Linked DNA regions of Anas platyrhynchos: region 2 is linked to region 1. A link is a contact called in public Hi-C data. All regions are on one chromosome and are shown on one strand. Each heading gives the region's core, a stretch centred on a gene start, on an enhancer-like site or on the middle of the called end of the contact. The rest is flanking DNA. Distances are from core to core; before and after follow the strand shown. Region 1 has its middle 21 kb from the start of DPT. Region 2 has its middle 42 kb from the start of TBX19.

The links. A called contact is a pair of places that touch in the nucleus more often than the background predicts.
Region 2: a contact with region 1 is called in a Hi-C map of small yellow follicle, with 4 times the contacts expected there. The contact joins two enhancer-like sites. A contact is called at or near these places in 2 of 8 Hi-C or Micro-C datasets (F5 follicle and small yellow follicle).

Annotation. Positions count from the first base shown.
Region 1 is chr1:88,383,313-88,389,333 of IASCAAS_PekinDuck_T2T, reverse strand. No RefSeq gene overlaps it. Among named protein-coding and RNA genes, the nearest start is that of DPT, 21 kb to the left of the region's middle. Within about 2 kb of position 3,348, at least 5 of the 8 cell types and tissues checked have an H3K27ac peak or open chromatin away from gene starts, as enhancers often do. A contact at or near this core is called in F5 follicle and small yellow follicle, where this site is marked.
Region 2 is chr1:88,547,044-88,553,064 of IASCAAS_PekinDuck_T2T, reverse strand. No RefSeq gene overlaps it. Among named protein-coding and RNA genes, the nearest start is that of TBX19, 42 kb to the left of the region's middle. Within about 2 kb of position 3,429, at least 3 of the 8 cell types and tissues checked have an H3K27ac peak or open chromatin away from gene starts, as enhancers often do. A contact at or near this core is called in F5 follicle and small yellow follicle, where this site is marked.

The DNA of each region.
Region 1 (6,021 bases), core at 2,099-4,598:
CCTCTGTGCATCTGTGCCTGCCCCGTGGCTGTGGGCAACTCGCATCTCGGGGTGAGGAGAGAATAGGAAAGACAGGCCACGAGTGCAGGTGTTGATAATATGTGTGTGTGTATGTGTGTGAGTGGATCTGTGAGTTAGGAGCTGAAAGCAGAACTAAGCTGGGCTTGGCAGGCAACAGAAGTGGTGGGACTGTGTGTGAGGGTTGGGGTGAAGAGAAGGGGCAGCTCAAGACCTGATAAGTGCCAGCACAGGGACTGGGCTGGATTGACACCGTGCTGTTCCATTGACTTCTGTGCCATGCAGCCACAGTGACCACAGTCACATTTAACCTAAGGTTTCCCTCTTCTTCCAGGGGAGGAGAGGGTTCAGAAAAGAACCATCCCATTAGCTGGCTTTGGGGCTGTTTCTTCTCAGGTGGGGGCCCCTGCACCCAGTTTCTCACTGGAGAATGACTGGCGGTGTTCAGTACCCACTGCACAGGGCTGCCCTGATTCTCCTGTGTGAGCGAGGGGAAGAGGTTCACTCTGTGCCAGGTGGGGTAGCACCTATAAAAATTGGAGGAAAGCTTGTGCATAAGAAGGAATTGGAACTAAAGCTGGCAGCCAGAAACTAAAAAACAACAACAACAAAAAAGATTTCTTAGGAATTACATTAATGGCTGACAACAATAGGATCAAGATGAGTCATATGGACAAAGGGCAGTAATGGGCCAGTTTCTAATACAGATTGCTCTGTAGCTGTTGTGCAGATCAAAAGAGACTTTCAGCATTCATTCCTAGGAACAATAACACAGAGGCCTACCTCTCCTTTTGATTTTAGCAGGGTAAATCAGGAGTGAATCTGTTGAAATCAGAGCAATTGGTGTGACACAGTGTATTGAAGGATAAAGATGCATAAACCCATCACCCAGGAAAGGGACAGCCCTCAAGACTGAAGGATACATTAAAATGATTGGCAGCAGAGACAGTAGGAGTGCAGTTTCTTCCCACAGCTCTATCCAGCCAACCTTGACCTTTAGGGAGAATTAGCAAGTGAAAAGGACCGCTCTGCCCCCGTAGTCCCCTTAAGCCTCTGGGATGCCGGCCATCAGCCAGCAGGAGGGCTGGTGTGAAGCATCCCAGGAAGGTGCCCTGCTGTGTCCCAGTACCCTGAAGGAGCAGCCAGCAGTAGAGGCTGGTGAAGCCCTCTTCTTGCTGATGCTAAGGACAGGCGTGGACTTGCAGGGATTTGTGCTGTTTGGTCTCATCGTTTGCTCCTGCTCGTCCCAGTGCTGGATAACCATCTGCTGAAGTTGAGGTTATTTCTAGTGCCTTGGGCAAATTTTTACTTCTGCTTTCTAGCTCATTAGTTGGGTGCCTTTTTCCCCACTGTTGTGCATGGTAAGCCTGGACCCAAAAATGCAGCCTGCTGCACATCTGCAGAGCAGCTGGTTCTGCTTCTACATGCAGTACGTTATGGAAGAGGGCTTGGGATGCTTGTAGGATGTTTTTGCTACAAATGGAAAAGGTGGTATCTTCTCCTCGCCCAAACAGACACTGTCTCAGGTTATAGCTTTGCCTAACTTCTTGTGAGCCCAGATCTTGGTGGGAACATGTTGGCACTGCAGTGTTGTGCTCCTCCACAGCACTAATTAGCCTTCATTGGCCTAGTTCTTCACTGACACCGGCCTCCTGTCAACAGCCTCGGGGATATGTAGATACAAAGGTGTCACTTCTATTCCACTGCTTATATGGAAGGGTTGGTGATGGAGCTTGGAAGAAGGAGGTTTGAAATTCCCGCTTGCTCTCCACTGCCGGTTTCTGCTTTCTCCTCCCAGCAGATTAGGAGGTATCTGTATTTCAGGTTCATTTTGTTCTAGTTTTAATGGAGAATGCCTGCTGGTATTTTCCAGTTGACTGCATTTATTTTAGAGAGCGATCTTATAATTTTGTCATTCAGTGTGGCCTTCTGTTCCCTCTAGTGGTGACTGGGCTCTCTGTAAGGCATAGCTTCATAGGGAGTTCACCTTAGGTCTGTGCCTACTTCCAAGATCTAATTTACCTCCATCTATATTGCTCACACACAGATATTCAGTCAGAGGGCATGGAACCCAAGCTTTGGAGTCTGAGTATCATCCTAGCGTGCTTTACACAGCCTGCTGGGTCAAGCCCCAGCAGGTGTCCCAGAAGCACTTTGGTTTCCACCACTGCAGGCACAGGATCTCTCCTGCCTGGACCTGCATCTTCTGAAGAGCAGATCCACAAGCAGGTGGAGGTCAAACTAAAAGCACAGTGTACAAAAGGAAGGTGCGTGGATCATAGGGCTGGGTGTGCTTGGGCCAAGATCTTCACCTCGCCATGTAGACATGCTCCTTTTAGGGGCCGAGGAGCCTGCTGTTGCCTTGGTGACTGCCGCTGGCTCTGTTAGTGCAACCAGGAGAGTTTAATCCAGTATGGTCCAGAGGATTAAGGACAAGTCCCTGCAGTGCCGTGCAAGAAGGGGTGATTTCAAGGGTGATGTGAGGCAGATACCATTTTTTATGTTATGTTTAGCCCACATGGGAGTACTGGATTGAGTAAGTTATCTGATTATCATTCAGCACGCTGCAGAGAGTGCATTATCCTTCCTATATTGCAGAAGCCCTTAATTTTTGAAAGGGACAAGAACTTCCCTGGGGACTGCCAGTTCTCTGTCAGCAGTACCATCAACCAGCAGTAGTTTCTCAGGCTTTTGCAATGGAAACGAAACCTCTGTCTAAAGGAAAATAAGTAATAATGTTGTATTAGTCCCTGACAAGTGTACAGGAGTATGTGCTAGCACCATCTAGCCAGCATCTCCATCATTGCATCACCAACTGCCTCTTTCTCCCTATTTTTTCATCTTGCAACTCAATGCAAGTAGTTGCTCTGTATTTTAAGCTCCAGCTCTCAATTACTGCCTTATATCCTTTGTCCTCTGGCATAATTGCACATCCTCCTCCATTCCCCACTGTCTGTCATGGAGAGGATGCAATCTTGCAGGCGAAGCCATCGACCATGTTCCAGTGCTTGGGGTGAGGAGGAAGGGAGATGTCCTGGTGATCTCCCAAACCTCAAACCCCTCTGAGAAGGGTGAAGCCAGACTAATTCTGAACTGTGCTTACCATGTCTGAAACAGGGAGAAAATGGCTATACTGAAGCTCCCCCTAGGAAAGCCCTAAAACCAGGGAGTTGTGAGGTCAACTTGCTGCCTGCCTTCTCCAGAGGGGGTAGCCCCAGGCACGAGTCCCCTGGACCCAACTGCCTCATTTCTAGACCGTGTGTCCAGTGCAGCAGGGGAGTGGCCAGACGAGCAGCAAGTAGTCACCTGAGGCAAGTAATCACCATAGATCAGGCGATGCTGTGGGGACAGCCATCCTTGCACGCTGTGTAAGCACCACCCAGCTCTGTCCTGGAGCTTGTACAGCTCCTCAGCTCAGCTCCTGGCCTCCTTTTTTGGGCTGTGCTCTACCTGGGCGGTGACATGGAGGTGGCACAGCTGCGTGTGAGTGAGAGCAGGATATCCCTGCAAGCCCCCGTTCCTTGTCCCCAGCAGCGTGTGAAGGTCGCCGGCTCCTGGGTAAATTTCCATCGGATGCGGCACTCTCCCCTTGCGACTCAGCATTTCTGACACCCGACTGCAGCCTCTCCTTCGCATCTGATCATTTTCTTGGTGAGAGGAGCTAACAGCCGTTACTAGAGTGATTTGGCCACTGGCCAACAATGTGTATATTACTCACACATTTCCCTCCTAGCAAAAGGCTTTTCTTTTTTCTCAGTCTGGTTGCAGCCTCTTCCTATCTTCATCATTAGATTGCTCAGAAGGTCAGTGCTAAAAGAGAAATCTCCAAGGCTTTTTTTACAACCCAGACTAAGGGCCAGGGGGAGGGAGAGCCCAACCGAATTGATTCTTCACTAGGATTTTCTCTGATGCAGCTGAAAACACAGTCCTGGAAAATGGGATATTTATAGAAACCGTACTGCCTCAGTTGGGTAGATCTCAAGGTCGCCTGATGATCACTGCAGAAGGAATGGCCAGATATCTGTTGCCCCAGCATCATGAGACGTTAGACCTCAGCACTGAAATCTGCATACAAAATGGGATCCTACTCCTCTCCCTAACAACCAGAAACACACAGCCCAGTATTGAGGCTGCTCAAAATGCCTGCATAGCTTTTTTTTTTTCTCCCTGCTGCGAGAACATTAAGCTATTAACTCTAATACCCTCTGAGGTAGAACCAAGCTTGTCTGTAGCTCATTTCACATATAGGGCATCTTAGGAGTTTGCTTTTACAACAGATGAAGGACCGAGTGCTGGCCAGGAGCCAGTTCTCTGATTTGTGAGCCCTGCCCATCCCTTGAGGGAATTCTGCCTGGAGGTGCTGCATGCCTGAGTCCCCAGAGAGGAAAGAGGAGCAGAGCACTCCTGCTTTCACTACATCTCCTACATTTCTGCACAAAGACAAGCCCTATCCACATTGTCAGGTGAGCACAGTCCTTTCACTGCCCTCATGCCCCCAAAAGTGCCCAGCTGCCAAAGAAATCTTCAGTAAGAGGTAAAGGTGAGAGCATGGTTGGGACCGCAGCTATTTCATGCTGGCCCACACAGGGGGCCAGGCATAAAGAGTGAGGGATCTCCACTGGAGAGAGCAGAGTCCACTGTCCTGAGGTGGCTGCCCACTTCTGAAGGTTTAAAACACTCTCCCCTTCAAAAACATTAAAGGCAAACTAAATGCAACCTCTAGACAACCTTCCTGAATTGCCTTTCCTGAATACAGAGGAAAATCTTCCCTAATGTTTTGTTTCTGCTCTATCTTTTCTCCAGCGGGGGTGCTTGCAAGAACCTTAAAGTTTTGTGTACAGGGTTGATAGGGTAAATTAGGGTAATTATTCATATTGTCAAACATTTATTCTGCTGTGAACCGAAATACTTGATCGCAGTGACAGTATTGTAGCCAACACAATACAATGCAAAGCAGTAATAAAAGCCAAATGTATCCACACAAAAAAAAAGTCAGTCTGTGTCACAGTGATCTGTGACAAGTGTGAGAATAACCACGTGGCAGCTGCAACCAGGAGCAAGCAAAGCATGCAGCAAGGCTGAGCTCTCACGAGTATCCTGCATGAAGGGTACGTTTTTGCTGTTGCATGACCTTGGTCAGATTGAGCTAGACCAGCAAATACAAGAGTGCCAAGCTGTACTGGAGCGTGTCCTCTGCAAAGGAGCGCCCACTCAAGTGAGGCCGTAGGGCTTGTGCAATCATTTGCCAGGTCCTCAGCCCTGCAGCACCCCACGGATACATTTTATTTAATTTTTTTTCTGTGTAGCTGGAAGCCGGTCTGGGTGTCTCCATGGAAATAATAGAAATAATGCCTGCCCATCAGGCTGCATTCCAGGTGGATTTAAAGCTGGTATACCGCGTGGTAGTGAGGGGTCATTTCTGAGGTCGGAGGAGTGAGTAGGTAGCTGACCAAGAATATGTGGCCCAGGGGAAGGAATGGAAAAGCACTGGGAGACCAGCGGGTTTGAATACAGCGGCTAACAACCTGAGCCGGAGCCAGACTGAATGGCTCATTGCACTCAGGTGGAAGGTTCTTGCGGGTCAAGGGGAACTGGATAAGGAAAAAGCCAGTGCAAAAGCTCAAATGCTGCAAGTGAAGGTGAACACTGAGTGTGAACATGCAGTGCTGCAAAGAAGGGTGTGCAAAGACAAAAATGAGACACATGGCAAGGCAGCCCAAGGTGTTTAACCAGTGAAAGCCAGAGCAAACCTCCCTGGTCTGGGAAGGAAAACTTATGGATTATATAGGTTTAAAGGTGGATCCTATGGGAAAAGCAGGGGTTCCTTGTCTCTGAAAAACAGAGGCTGTAGGAGGATATGAGTTCCTAGCCAAGGATGGTCCATCTTGCTAGGACTTGCATGAAATTGAATCCACTGTAGAGGATTCAGACAAGAAGGGCTGCAGCTAATACACATGACATTCTGAAGGATTAAAAGGATGATTTTTCATGGGACAGATTACA
Region 2 (6,021 bases), core at 2,180-4,679, 160 kb before region 1:
ACCGCTCAGCTCATGGCAATGGATTGAACTAAATCCCAGGTTCTAAATGCTGAGCATAGCTTTTTGTTTGGATTTTGAAACTGCCTGTTCTTATAATGTGCTCTCTAAATCCCTCCGATCCAAACTATTGTTTATAGAAAATAGGGATCTTATGTCTTTGGAACATGCAGCCCTGGGGAGATTTAAAATCCAGGTATATCTCATTTCATGCTGCCCTGACATCAGTCAGTGTGTGGCACCTCTCTGTGGAAATTCCCGAGCAGAAGCCAGTTGCTCCTAATTTTGTTCTGGCATTTGGATGGCTGTCCTTTAAAAACAGTATCATAGACTGTTGAAGAGAGAAGTGCAAGTCATACAGAGTATCGTAGAACAGCTTGTATTGGAAGGGACTTTCAGGACCACTCAGTCCCACCCCCTGCCACGGGCAGGGACACCTCCCACCAGCCCAGGCTGCCCAAAGCCCCATCCAGCCTGGCCTTGAGCACCTCCAGGGATGGGGCATCCACAGCTTCTCTGGGCAGCCTGCGCTAGGGCCTCACTGCCCTCAGAGTGAAGAATTTCCTCCTAACATCTAATCTAAATCTCCCCTGTTTTAGGTTAAAATCGTTCCCCCTTGTCCTGTCATTGTCTGCCCAAGCAAAAAGTTGCTCTCCATCCTTTTTATAAGCCCCCTTTAAGTACTAAAAAGCTGCAATAAGGTCACCCCAGAGTCTTCTCTTCTCCAGGGTGAACATCCCCAGCTCTTTCAACCTATCTTCATAGGAGAGGTATTCCAGCTCTCTGATCATCTTCTCCAGACCTGCTTTTTTCTTGTGCTCCCAAGTCCTTCACCTCAAAGCTGCTCTCAGTGAGCTCTCCACCACTCTGTGCTCATGTCTGGGATTGCCCTGACCCAGGTGCAGCACCTTGCACTTGGCCTTGTTGAACCTTGTTATCTTCACGTGGGCCCACTTCTCAAACTTGTCCAGGTATGATAGTCATCTCACTAAAGACATTTACAAACGGACTTGTTCAGCTTCATTTTTCTCAATTTTCCTGGTAGCACGGTATATTACTTTGTCAGTTTTGCAGGTGAAGCAGTGGAATCACTGTTTTCTGAAACCTTAAAAGCCGTAGATGCTGAGAGTGTTTGGGACCTCCTCTATAGGTGTACGCTAGCTGGCATGGCAAGCTCCTACTGGAAATGGCTGCGGCATTACCCCTGAACAGCAAGGTAACTTCAGCACAGTGCCATGAAGTTATGTTCCAACTGTGAGCTATTTTATTAGGATGATGAGAGAGAAGATAGATCCAGCCTTGCTGGATAAAGGCAGAGGAAGTCCAAGTTATGTTGCATTCTAGGTTCTTTATTTGTGGGACTTACTTTCCTGTTTCAGGCTCTTTCACAGTTGCCTACCTGTTAATTTATCTTTATTGGAGTTGTGGAAGAAGGTGCTTGTAGTCTTGGTCCTGTAACGCTAGTTGCTGAAGTCTTTAGGAAAAAGTAATGCTGTGGATCACTTTTATTTGTACTCTAAATTAGTTTTATTTTTATGGAAGTGAGGCAGAGCATAATACTTAGACTTCTGGCCTGTCTGCACTCTACGCAGGATAGCCCTCTGTCTCATGCAGCATGTGCAGTTCAGTGTAGGACCACTCAGGGTGTTTTCCTACCATGTTACAAAGTTAGTTCTATTTATCTCTTCATGGTGTGTCCCAAATATCTGTGTCACTCCAGGGTACTGATTCAGAATTGAGTGCCATCTCCTATCTTCTGTGTCTAGCCTTTAAGGTGTGGTGAGATTTCTCTGCAGATCTCTCTCTGAAGTTTGGGCCAAGCCTGCTCTGCTTAGATAAGAACTATCAGTGGTGACTGCAGTTGTCTCTAACACTGGGCAAAGTTATCTTTAGCTGTCTTCCTGTGCTGGCTACTCACACGTTTTCTCCATGAGCACTACAGAATTTCCTCTGCTCAGTAGGGTGTCAGCTCTGAAGCTTAATTAGCACTGGTGTGGTTAGGTGGTTTGCTGCTCAGCACAGGTTTAAAATAAAGTTGGTGAAGAAGCTTCATGGAGGTTGCTGCTTTTGTTCATGTTTTCCCTTCATTATTACTGCATTTGTGTCAGTGACCGCTTCAGCCTTGCAAGCAAGAACCCTTAAAACCTGTCCTAGCCATCTCTAGTACGATGCAAGAGGTGACTGGGATGTCCTGTCATTGGAGGGAAGTTGGAAGAAGACCAGGGTATTGTAGTAACAACCCTTTCTAATCCTCTTAATCTAAATTGCTTTGAAATGAATCACGTATGTATATAGTCAGCTCTGGTGCACTGTATAACTACACCGTGCCATACACTTGTCACTCATTGGTTTGAGGCTTCTGCCCTCAAAGAGGGTACCTGGCACCCTCTACCGCTATATTTTCCACTGTACTTCTTTATTTTAAGCAGTATTTACGTTTCCCAGACTGACAACCACTGCATTGGGATTCCTGAGAGCATCACTAGAGACAAAGAACACCCCCCACCCCCATAAAAAACAATTTCTGATTTTTTCCCCCACCTCTTTTTCTATAACGTGCCTTCTAAAATCATTGGATCTAAACACCTTGAGGAAAAAAAAATTGTAAAGGTAAAAATAAACCCTGAAAAGTAGGTTTGCACTTGGCAGCTTACATCTAATAAGGGGGATGAATATTTCTAAAGCTATTCTGTTAATGAAGTAGTATTGTGGAAGTGTACCACAGTGTTCTCCTGCGAAATACTTCAGGCCTTGAGCACAGGGGCTTAACCCAGGGACATTTTAACTTAATCCTCCATGGTAGCTGATTACAAAATGTTGGTTGCTTTTAAAGTGATAATCTCTTTACTCCTGCATCTGTTGTAATTATGGAAAATCATGCACAGAGGGTACTAACCAGTGTTTCCTCACTTGCCAAGTAGAACTGGTGGTGCCTAGGACACGAGCATGCATGAACTCAACGAACTCTCTGCAGGGTAGGTTGGAGAAAATCACAAGTTGGTACCTGTAGAGATAACACTCAGAGATGCAGAATGATCCATTGCCCACACTTGGTAGTGGACGTGGGCGAGGAGGAAAGCTTGTACAGTTACCTCCTTGAGAGAATCACAACCAAGACTCCTCTAAGGGTTTCCATGAGGCAGGAAAAGTACTTTTCCCCAGGACCTCTTGCTTTGAGGCTCCTGCTGTTCCTGCCTCTCTGCACAGGGAGGTGTGCCCACCTAGCTTTTGCGTTGGGCTTTCTCTGCTACTCTGGTGGCTCTGTGTGCTCCCCAGGAGGGCTTCAGGCAGTCGGGTGCTCCTGCTCCCAAACCAGTGGGTACCTCTAGCCTTCCCTTCCCGTTATACAAGCAAGAGACAGCTGTAGTGATCAAAGACAAACTGGAAGTCTCAGAGGTGTGTGAATGGCTGCTGAAGCATTTTAACCAGTCTCCACTGGTTCAGCCCCTCAGTTTCATCTGTCAGGCTTGTCTGCTCTATCCTAAAAGAGTAAGTAAGACCTCGCTGCCGCTATCCCTCCCCTTCTTAAAGGTGCCTTTAATTATGAGCTGCCACAGCTCATGAGTCTGGCAGATGTCATCAAGGGCAGACAGTTTCTGAACACGGACCACCTAATCACATCTTCACTGCTAACAAAGCAGAGGGAACAGTCAACTCATATCTCTTCTGGTGGTTTAAAAACTAATTAGTCTGTCTCTTGAATGAAAACCAAATGATTTCACTCAGGGAGCAAAATGTTCAAGGACAATCCTTAATAAACAGATCTCACAGGCCAGCTGGAAATGCAAATAGTCAATTCCCCTACAGTGTCCTGGAGCCCACGTGTATTTTCACAAGTTGGTGTGGTAGCAGTGTTATCAAACAGAAGTTGTCCAGCAATTTTCCCTCAAACATGAAGGTGAGATCTGCTTTCTGAGTGGTTTGAAAACAAACAAACAAACAAACAAGCCCACCTACTTTTGCCCTCAAATCTTTGCTTGCAAAGCAAAGGAGCAAAAGGGGGTCGGAACCCAGAAAAACAAGAAGGACACTTGTGTCAGAAGCTGATGGAATTTATTCTTTATATGTATTTTGATGTGTTACCACTTTGAATGTAGATGTAGGGTTTGGATTGCTTTCTAGTGTGGCAGATTTAGTGTAGATCTTCAGGAAAAATGTTTGATGTTGGAGATGTTATAGAATTGATCAGACTAGCATCTGAAAGGAAATATCAGGGTAAACTTCATTTTGTTTTAGAGCAAAAAGATGGACTTCATTAACTGAGGGGCTCTTTCAGCTCTGTTCTTCCACTGTGCTGCATTTCTAGTCAGTCTGCCTTTGTTGATGTAAGTCTGTCTGGGACCGTGAGCTACCAGTAATGCCTGATAAGCAGAATGGCTTTAGGTAGCCAGGAAAAGGGAGCTGGGAGACCTCCGTTCTCTTCCTGCTCTGCTAACTGGCTGCAGACAAAACTTTTTGCCTTCCAAGCAAACCATCCACACTATATCCCTGTCTTTTCCAGTTGGAGATCGATTGGTGCAGGGCTGTTTCTCAGCCTGTGTTTGTGTAGCACAGCACAGCTCCAGTCTTTCGTACAAAATGATAATAACATTGATTTCTAGTTTCAATTACAAATGAGGAAGGTGTAAAGGGCTGATGTTTGAACGTTTCAGGTGTTCTCTTAATAAGCTAGGTCCTTGTTAGTCATATTTTAAGGAGTATCACAAGGGAATATTTTAAAACATCAGGAATTGCTCCTGAGAGCAGGTTGTGCGTGGAAGAGTGGAGCTGGCAAGACAGGCAAATATTGGCTTTGTAAAGTGGGTACATTTGCTGGTTGTTTTGTGTCTTCTGTGGGGGCTGAAGGATGCTGTAGCCCTGGCAAGAATCTAATAACTAACCAAGATCTAGAGCCAAACACAAGTTTCTTATGTTAGCAGCTGGGACTTAGCATGCAGGTTTGGGTCCTGAGCTATGGTGTTTTTGTGCCTTTCCTTCAATCTGCTGTCTGTTGGATTTTTGTTCTCAGTTGAGGGGGGAAGAATCGCTCTGATCATTGCTTCTGACATCTGTTTGGTGAGGTAGGTAGTCACATGCGTAGCTTTCTCTCCTCTTTCTGGTTTTGCCTGATATTCCTGACCTGTCCCTCACAAAGAACATGCTGGGCAGCATAGAGGGAGATGTGAGCAGTGCAGCCCTCTTCCTTCGCAGCTCCACTGTTCTTTATATCTCGTCTGCTTGTCTGAGTGCACATGGCACAATGTGTTCAGGTGCTGAACATGGTGTATGACTGCACCACAAACATAACACAAGTGCTTTTTCAGCAGCAGCTCCTATTTTATAATATATACCATCAGGGAGCAGTTCGATCAGTACTTTTTTTTTGTTATCATGATGCCTGACACTCAATCTTATGTTAGTTTTCATTCTGTTCCTCAAGTGCATACTGCTGCATTTATGCTAGAGACCTGTGCCTTGCTTCAGTTCTGAAACGCAAATGCTGTATGAAGGAGGGAGTAAGTGGAAAAAAAGGCTTCCCTTGCTCTGCCTGGTGCTGCAGGAGCAAAATACCTCACATCTACGTGTGAGTGGAACAACTGGGGCTAAGTAGCACTGTTTCCCAAGGAGGTGGTTTCAGCTTTCCAACATCAGGTTGTTGAGTATAGCCCAGTAATTGGAAGTGGTGTTTTTGGCAGCAGGGTGTAAGCTGGAAGCCTGCCTCTGAGAGGACTTAAAGTACTCCAGCATTTGTCTGTCCTCCCCTGTAGGCATTCAGTACGGCTCTGCCTTCCAGTGCCCTGGTTATGGCCAAAGAAGGGTGTGAGTGGGGGAGAGAAAGCTATTTCCAAGGGTAGGGAGGGGATGCTCTTTGTTCTGTTTAGACACTTCTGCATCAATTTTTACTTGATATCTGATTGTATATAAAGTCAAATACCTTAAATGAGCATAGGTAAATACAGGTGTATGCTAATTTGTTGCTCAGGTGCTGACTTGGAATGGTGGTACGCTTCCAAACTGGGGTTTTACTCATTTTTATTGATTCCA